Linked DNA regions of Sus scrofa: region 1 is linked to region 2. The links are chromatin contacts, called in public Hi-C maps. All regions are on one chromosome and are shown on one strand. The core of a region is the stretch at or near the end of the contact, and the rest is flanking DNA. Distances in the headings are between cores, read along the strand shown.

What was found. Hi-C and Micro-C count contacts between places; a contact is called where the count stands out from the background.
Region 1: a contact with region 2 is called in a Hi-C map of fetal heart ventricle, with 2.8 times the contacts expected there. The contact joins the promoter of TMEFF1 here to the promoter of MSANTD3 in region 2. A contact is called at or near these places in 2 of 47 Hi-C or Micro-C datasets (fetal heart ventricle and liver).

What each region holds. Positions count from the first base shown.
Region 1 is chr1:242,213,142-242,216,640 of Sscrofa11.1, forward strand. It overlaps TMEFF1 (tomoregulin-1), which reads left to right and starts at 1,814. Exons shown (of 10, transcript XM_005660298.3): 1 at 1,814-2,443. The coding sequence starts at 2,254.
Region 2 is chr1:242,166,686-242,170,251 of Sscrofa11.1, forward strand. It overlaps MSANTD3 (myb/SANT-like DNA-binding domain-containing protein 3), which reads left to right and starts at 2,237. Exons shown (of 3, transcript XM_005660297.3): 1 at 2,237-2,511.

The DNA of each region.
Region 1 (3,499 bases), core at 564-3,063, 46 kb after region 2:
TTTCCTATGGATGTGTACACACATGCCTACTTCAGAAAAAAAAAGGATTTTTTAATACATGCTCATTAGTATCCTTTTTTCATGTCTGTAAACACCATCCTAGTCATCATAGTTAAAGTTGCATAATACTCCACTATATAAAGAGTACCATACTTTAGTTCCCACAGATGGACATTTAGATTCTATTTACTACTATAAAAAGGCTGCGATGAATATCCATATATCTGTTTTTGTGCATTTGTCCAATTATTTCTTTAGGATAAATTCCAATACACGGAATTGCTAATTGAAGAATAAACATTTTAAAGGTTTTTGATACAAAGCTGAATTGCCCTCCTCAAACATACAAATTAATAGTGCTAGGTTTTGTCATTTCTTTTCACTCTTGTTAGTCATCAACAGAAAAAAAATTTTGTATTTTAATCTGCCTTTTATTACTGGTGGGTCTAAATAAATATCTTTTCATGTATTTATTGTCTGTATTTTATGCAAATAAGACACGCTAGCTTCCCATTTTCTACAATATCAGCTTTATCTTCCTGACTTACATTACTTATTTATATTAAGTATGTTGTCTCCTATTTGTATCAAAGATATTATCCCTAATGTGGCTTTGCTTATGGTGGCTTTTCACACATTTAAAACATTTTACAGAGTCGTCCCCCCTGTCTGGTTCAGCGGTAACAAACATGACTAGCATCCATGAAAATGTGGGTTGGATCCCAGGCCTCCAGCTCAGTGGGTTAAGGCTCCCACTATTCTGTGAGCTGTGGTGTAGGTCGAAAATGCTGCTCTGATCCCAAGATGCTGTGCTGTAGGCCGGCAGCTGCAGCTCCAATTTGACCCCTAGCTTGGGAACTTCCATATGGCCCTAGGTGAGGCCCTAACAAACACAAACAACAAACAAACAAACAAACAAATAAAAAATTTTATGAGTCAAAATTATCAGGTTTTCAACGAGTTTTAAAAATTCCTTCTGAGGTGAGAGGTAGCATAACAGATTTTTTTTTTTTTTTTTTTTTTTTTTTTTTTTAAAGCAGAGGAATTTAAAGCAATTCAGTCTATAATCTTACCGCCTGTGTTTGGGTCTCACTTGGCACTTCGAGGTAGGAAGATCACTGGACTGGGAGTCAGATTACTTTACCTTTCTGGGTCTCAACTCCTTCCTCTGCAGAATGGCCTGAAACTCCCTTGTGGGGCTGTAAAAAAGAACCGGAACGAATTCACGCAAAGAGCTCCTTCAGGTCTTGTACATAGCACACCGTATCTAAACATTAGCTGTTATTTGTGGGAGAGGACAATACATAATTTTAAAAACTTCTTTAAATTCAGTTGGTGTTTGTGGCAATAGAGTGGGGAATGAAGATTTGAGTAATTTGGTCATTTACACCCATCTCTAAGAACTACATTGCTGGAGTCAGAACCAAAGTTCCAGTTCTGGTCCTGTCGGTTTCTTCGTACGTACGTGACCTTGGACAAGTCACCTTCACTTTTTCGCGGCTCAATTTCATCACCTAGAAAATACCTATATAATAGACCACCTGCCCTTTCCCAGCCTGGCTGCTGAGCCGAGGAAACACTTTAAAATGCCTACAAAGGGCGGCAAACACATCTCTTAGGGTATTGCCTTCGGATACTCCTAGGCACCCACCAACCCCCTCTTAGGCCGGACCGAAGGGCGGCCGCGCCCCCCCCGCCCCCTGCCCTCCCGCTTGGCAGCTGGAACAATAGCTCCCCCGGAGGCGGCGCCGGCCGCGGGCGGGGGCGGAGCTGCGGGCGCGGGCGCAGGGGGTGTGCGCGGGGCGGGGTCGCAGCCACCCCTCCCGCCGGCGGCTCTGTCACGCGCCCCTCACCGGGCGGGCCGGGGTCTTTGTGACGCGGCGGCGACGGCAGCGGACACAAAGGAAAGGCGAAAAGGCGAGCGAGGAACTGGGCCTGCCCCCGCCCCGCGACCCCCGCCCGCGGCGCGCGCGCCCGCTCGTTCCCCGGCCTCGGTCTGTCTCCCCCACGCGGGCTCGCACCCTCGCGCGCACCCGCCCCTCGCACGCGCCCCGACCCTCCGACTCTGTCCCGAGCGCGGCGGGCTCAGGCCTGGCGGGAGCTGCCGGTGGGGCGGGGATGCTGAGGGGCCATTCCCGGGCGCAGCGGCGCCGCTGCTAGGAGGCGCCCAGGCAGCGGCTGGGCTCCCGGCGTGCGGCTGGATGCCCCGGGCCTGCGGCTCCCTGCGCTTCCCGCCGTCCAGGGGCGCCAGTCATGGGCGCCGCGGCCGCTGAGGCGCCGCTCCGGCTGCCAGCCGCGCCTCCGCTCGCCTTCTGCTGCTATACGTCGGTGCTTCTGCTTTTCGCCTTCTCCCTGCCCGGGAGCCGCGCGTCCAACCAGCCCCCGGGTGGCGGCGGCGGCGGGGACTGTCCCGGCGGCAAAGGCAAGAGCATCAACTGCTCAGGTAGGACTGGCCAGAGAGCGTCTCGGCGGCCCCTCCCTCCCTCCCTCTGCCCCGCCGCCGCCTCCCTCCTGGTACCCGCGACCCCGCCGAGCCAGGCCCCGGCGTGGGGATCCCAGGATCCGGGCGGAGGGCAGGGCGCGAGCGCACAGTGCGGGCTTGGGGACCCGCGTGGGGCCGGGGAGTGGCTGTGCGTGCGTCCAAGTGTGCCGAGTGGCTGCGCGCGGGCGGCCGGGCGTGTTGGGAGGTGGTGAGGCCCCGCCAGGCAGGGGAAGGCAGCCGGCCGGGCTGCCGGTATGATCGTGGGTGTGCACGCGGGAGCGTGAGTTTGTGTTGTGAAGGCTCAGGGTAGGGAGGGCGGCCCCTGGCAGGGGTTTTCTATGTATTTCTGTGATGGTGAGAGGCCAGGATAGTGACCATGTTGTGGGAAGGTTTTCTTGGGGCACTGAGGTCTCAGGGGCCGTGTGGGTAAAGGGAACGGGTGGCCCACAGGATGCGGATTGGCCATGTAGAGTGACTGTGTGTGTGTGTGTTTTGGGTTAAGAGGTGGGCGCCTGGGGTTTAGCATGCCCCTGGTCTGTGGATATGAGCAGAGAAAGTACTGGGACCCTAAAGAGACCCTCTGTTTTTGTGTGTTGTGCTAGGTGAAGCCTGGGGCTCAGGGGTGTGCGGAGCGGGGGGTTGCATCGCAGAGGAAGGTGGGGAGTCTTGGAGTGAACCCTGTTTGCGTCCATTCGTCCATTCGGAGGGAGGTTAGCCTGGGAATCATCCTGTGTGGGATTTGGGTAACAGAAACAGGTAATTAGGTCTCAGGGAGTGCTTCTGTATAAAGCAAGGGTTGACTTGGGCTAAGGTGCTGTGGAAAGAGGGAACTGGTTCTGAGGGAATTCTCCTGTGCGTGTGTTTGTATGTTTTGGGGGAGGGCCTGGAGATTGGCAGCCACGGGAGCAAGGGAGTGACCTCTCCCCTCTCTCCAAGGCCATCTGCGGCCCCCCACCCCCCGCCCAGCTGTTGGAAACAAAGAGCCTGCTGGGGCTCTAATGAATGAGACCTGGGAGG
Region 2 (3,566 bases), core at 987-3,486:
AATTACACCATGGGATGAGTGACTCCTATGGCTTCCTTTGACTCCACCCTTTTATTAACTCCACAGAGAAGTTATAGCAGCTTTATTATTAACAATATGGAGTTGGCTTGTGGCACAGTGGGTTAAGGATAGTGTTATCACTGCAGTGGCTTGGGTCCATGGTCTGGGAACGTCTACACATTGTGGGTGCAGCAAATAATAATAATAATAATAAATAATGGCTAATGTTTATTGACTTTTATGTAATTTGCACTGTACTAAGCCTTTTACAAATGCAATACCTTATTGAATCCTCAAACAATCCTATTAAGTAGGGTCACTTAACACATAAGACTCACAAAGTTTAGGAAGCTTGTCCAAAAGCAGAGAATAAGGAGGGAGCTAAGTTAGGGAACAAGAGAGCTGGGAGGGCAGTGACCACATCGCACATCATAAGATACCCCTGAAACATTTGTTTTGGAGATAGTTTACTCTCTTGATTTGAGGAGGAGATACATGATTAAATATTGAGTTTTCTGTTTCCTTAGCAGCATTTCTGCATGTGGTTCATGGCAATCATTATTTAAAATGAGCAATGACAACAAAAATAATAATGATACTGATCACGTATTGAAGTCAAGACTAGATGCTTTCATCCACCCTGGCTGGTAGGTATTATTATTCCTACCTTAGAAATGAGAAAACTAAGAGATCTAAGAGGTTAACTTAGTTTGCAAAAATATAAGCAGTGAAATCAGGATTCACATTACTTTCTGTCTCTTAGTACTTTCCCCCCATGGTAACACCTGTCAATCAAATTTCCAATCTAAATCAACTTTCTATTTTCACACCTCAATAGTTTTCTTTTGACTGTATCCCCATTAAAAAGGAAATTGTCATGGATGTCTAACATGGCTCTACAGTGGAAAATTCTAAGTGGAAATGGTGTACTGCCTTGGGTTCCAGTGAAGTGAGTGTCACGGAATTTATTTGCCAATAGCAGCTCCCTCCAGATGGTCTTGGTTTCCAAGTTCTCTGGACAGTTTCAAGCTACTTGGACACCAGACAAACTGTTGTTAAAAAAAAGGAGCAGTATAACTCTAAGTTAGAGAAAGGGTCCTTATTTTTAATTGGTGCTTCTCTCCCTAGAAGTGTTTAGGTGTTTCTTTGCAGTCAAAAGACCTGGCTCAGCCTCTTAGCCTCTGGGTCATGTGCAGCTAGGTTGTGGGAGCTGGGAGGGTGGCAATAGCCTCATGTATATTCAAGGAATAAGAAAGAAAGAAAGAGAAGAGAAAAGAAAAGAAAGGAAAAGAAAAGAAAAATAGCCAGTGTTGGTGAGGTTGTGGAGAATTTGGAATCCTCATGTATTGCTGACTGGAAGGTAAAATCATTCATTTAGCCAGTATGGAAAAACTTTTTGGCCGTTCCTCAAAAAACTAAACGTAGAATTACCCTATCCAGCAAGCCTAATCCTAGGTGTATACCCCAAATAATTGAAAACATATATACAGACAAATACATTTACAGGCATGTTCAGAGCAGCACCATCCACAATAGTCAAAGGGTAGAAATGACACAAATATCCATTAATGGATACACGTATAAACACATTGTGGTATACAAACAATGGAATATTATTTAGCCATAAAAAGGAATGAAGTACTGATACATGCTACAATCTGGAGGAACCCTGAAACATATGTGCAATGAAAGAGACCAGACAAAAAAGACTACATACCAGTCCATTGATGTGAAATGTCTAGAAGAGGCAAATCTGGAGAGACAGAAAATAATTAGTGGTTTACTTAGGGTTGAGGAGAAGAGGGAATAGGAAGTGAGTGCTATGTGTGGAGTTTCCTTTTGGGGTAATAATATTTCAGAACTAGACAGAGAAGATGAGGTTGTTCAACATTGTGAATGTAATGAATACCACTGGATTGTTGATTTTAAAAAGGTTATTTTTATGTCAGATGAATGTCATGTTAATTAGAACAAGGGAAAGCTCAACAGCCCTCTCGGCCCTTCTGAGCTTGGAATCTTACCAAGGATTCTGGGAAAAGAAACACCTAGCCCCTATCCTTGTCAGGGTACGGTGAAAGGTGGTTTGTCCTACAGTTGGATATGTTGTAAATTCATTCGTCAGCACATAAATTCCAATTTACTCAGCATACAGTGACTGAACCAGGTCCTGGGCTGCAGGAGTTATAGTCTCTACCCTTTGAGCGCAAAGCCTAGGGGGAGACACATCTCGCAAATTAAAAAAACAAAACAAAACAAAACTCTGAGATGAACCCAGCAGAGTGTTGGCTACTCAAGTAGTCAGGTACCCAGAAAGAAAAGGAGCCTTTATCCGACGGAGAGCTTGGATTGAGCTAATTTGTGCCCATGGCCGCCAAATCCCTTGCGACAAATGCATTCTTTTGTTGTTCTTCGTGGAAATGAAACAGTTTTTAAGGCCCTTCAGGAGCTCGTCCGCCAAGGTGGGAAGAGGGAATTCAATTAGCACAAGAATGTCAGCCTAGAGGGATAGTGGTGAGTAGGCTGGGGTCCCTTTTGCGCCCCGCCCAGAGCCTCAGGGGAGCCGGCGGCCCAGGCTTGGGGAGGTGGGGACTGCGCGGGGCCGCGCTCCCGCCCTCCTCGGCGCCGGCGGACCCGCAGGCGGCCGGCAGCCCGCAAGGGGGCGGCGGCTCCCGGGCTTTGTGGCTGCTGCGCGCGTGGCGGGGCCTGGCCGGCCGGGGGCGCGCCGCCGCTGCCCGGCGCTCCGGAGCCCGCGGCCCTCCCGGCGGCCCAGCCTGCCAGAGGAGCCGAGGCCGCCCGCGCTTGCATCTCGCCGGCCCCTCCCCCGATCGCCGCGGCCGCCGCGCCGCCGCTGCAGGTAGGAGGCTCCCCGGCCGGGCTGGCTGCCTCGGGGCGGGGGCGCGGGCCTGGGGTCGGCGGAGGCGCGGGCCAGGCGTGCCGGGGCCGCGGGGCAGCCTGGGCGGGCTTCCGGCCCAGGCGCCGCGACCCCTGCCCCGCAGGCCGGGCGGCAGACTCCGCGCGTCCTGATGGGACTCGGTGAGTGGAGCCGGCCTGCAGCGTACAAAGCCCCAGGGCGCAGATCTCCGGGAGATGAGGCGGCGCACTGGGGTCGGAGGACTCTAGACCTCCCGGGACTGAGGAGCCGTTTGGGAGGAATCCAGATGACCCACAGTCCCCAGGTCTATCCATCCCGGGGTCCCCACTGTATGCTGGGCACTGTGCTCGGCGCTTTTCCATACTTGTCTCCTTTAAGACCTCTTGTGCCCCTTTCAGGGGTGTAATGGGGAGGGATCCCTTACTCGGAGGCCGAAAGCCGAGCATCCCATCGGTGACTGCCTGACCTTGGGAAAGCGCCTTTACTTCCAGCCCTGGGTGCTGCTTCTGTAAATGGGGGTGAGATTGGGGGCCGGTGGCGGTGGAGTGCTCGAGGTAATGCCTGCACTCCCAGGCGCTATTGTGAGAGGCGTACCTATCTATGATCATTTAATGTACATAAATGATCATAGCTAAATTTTGAGTACTTTCTATGTACCAGGCCTTAAGTACCAAACAGTTGGCATGAGTTACCT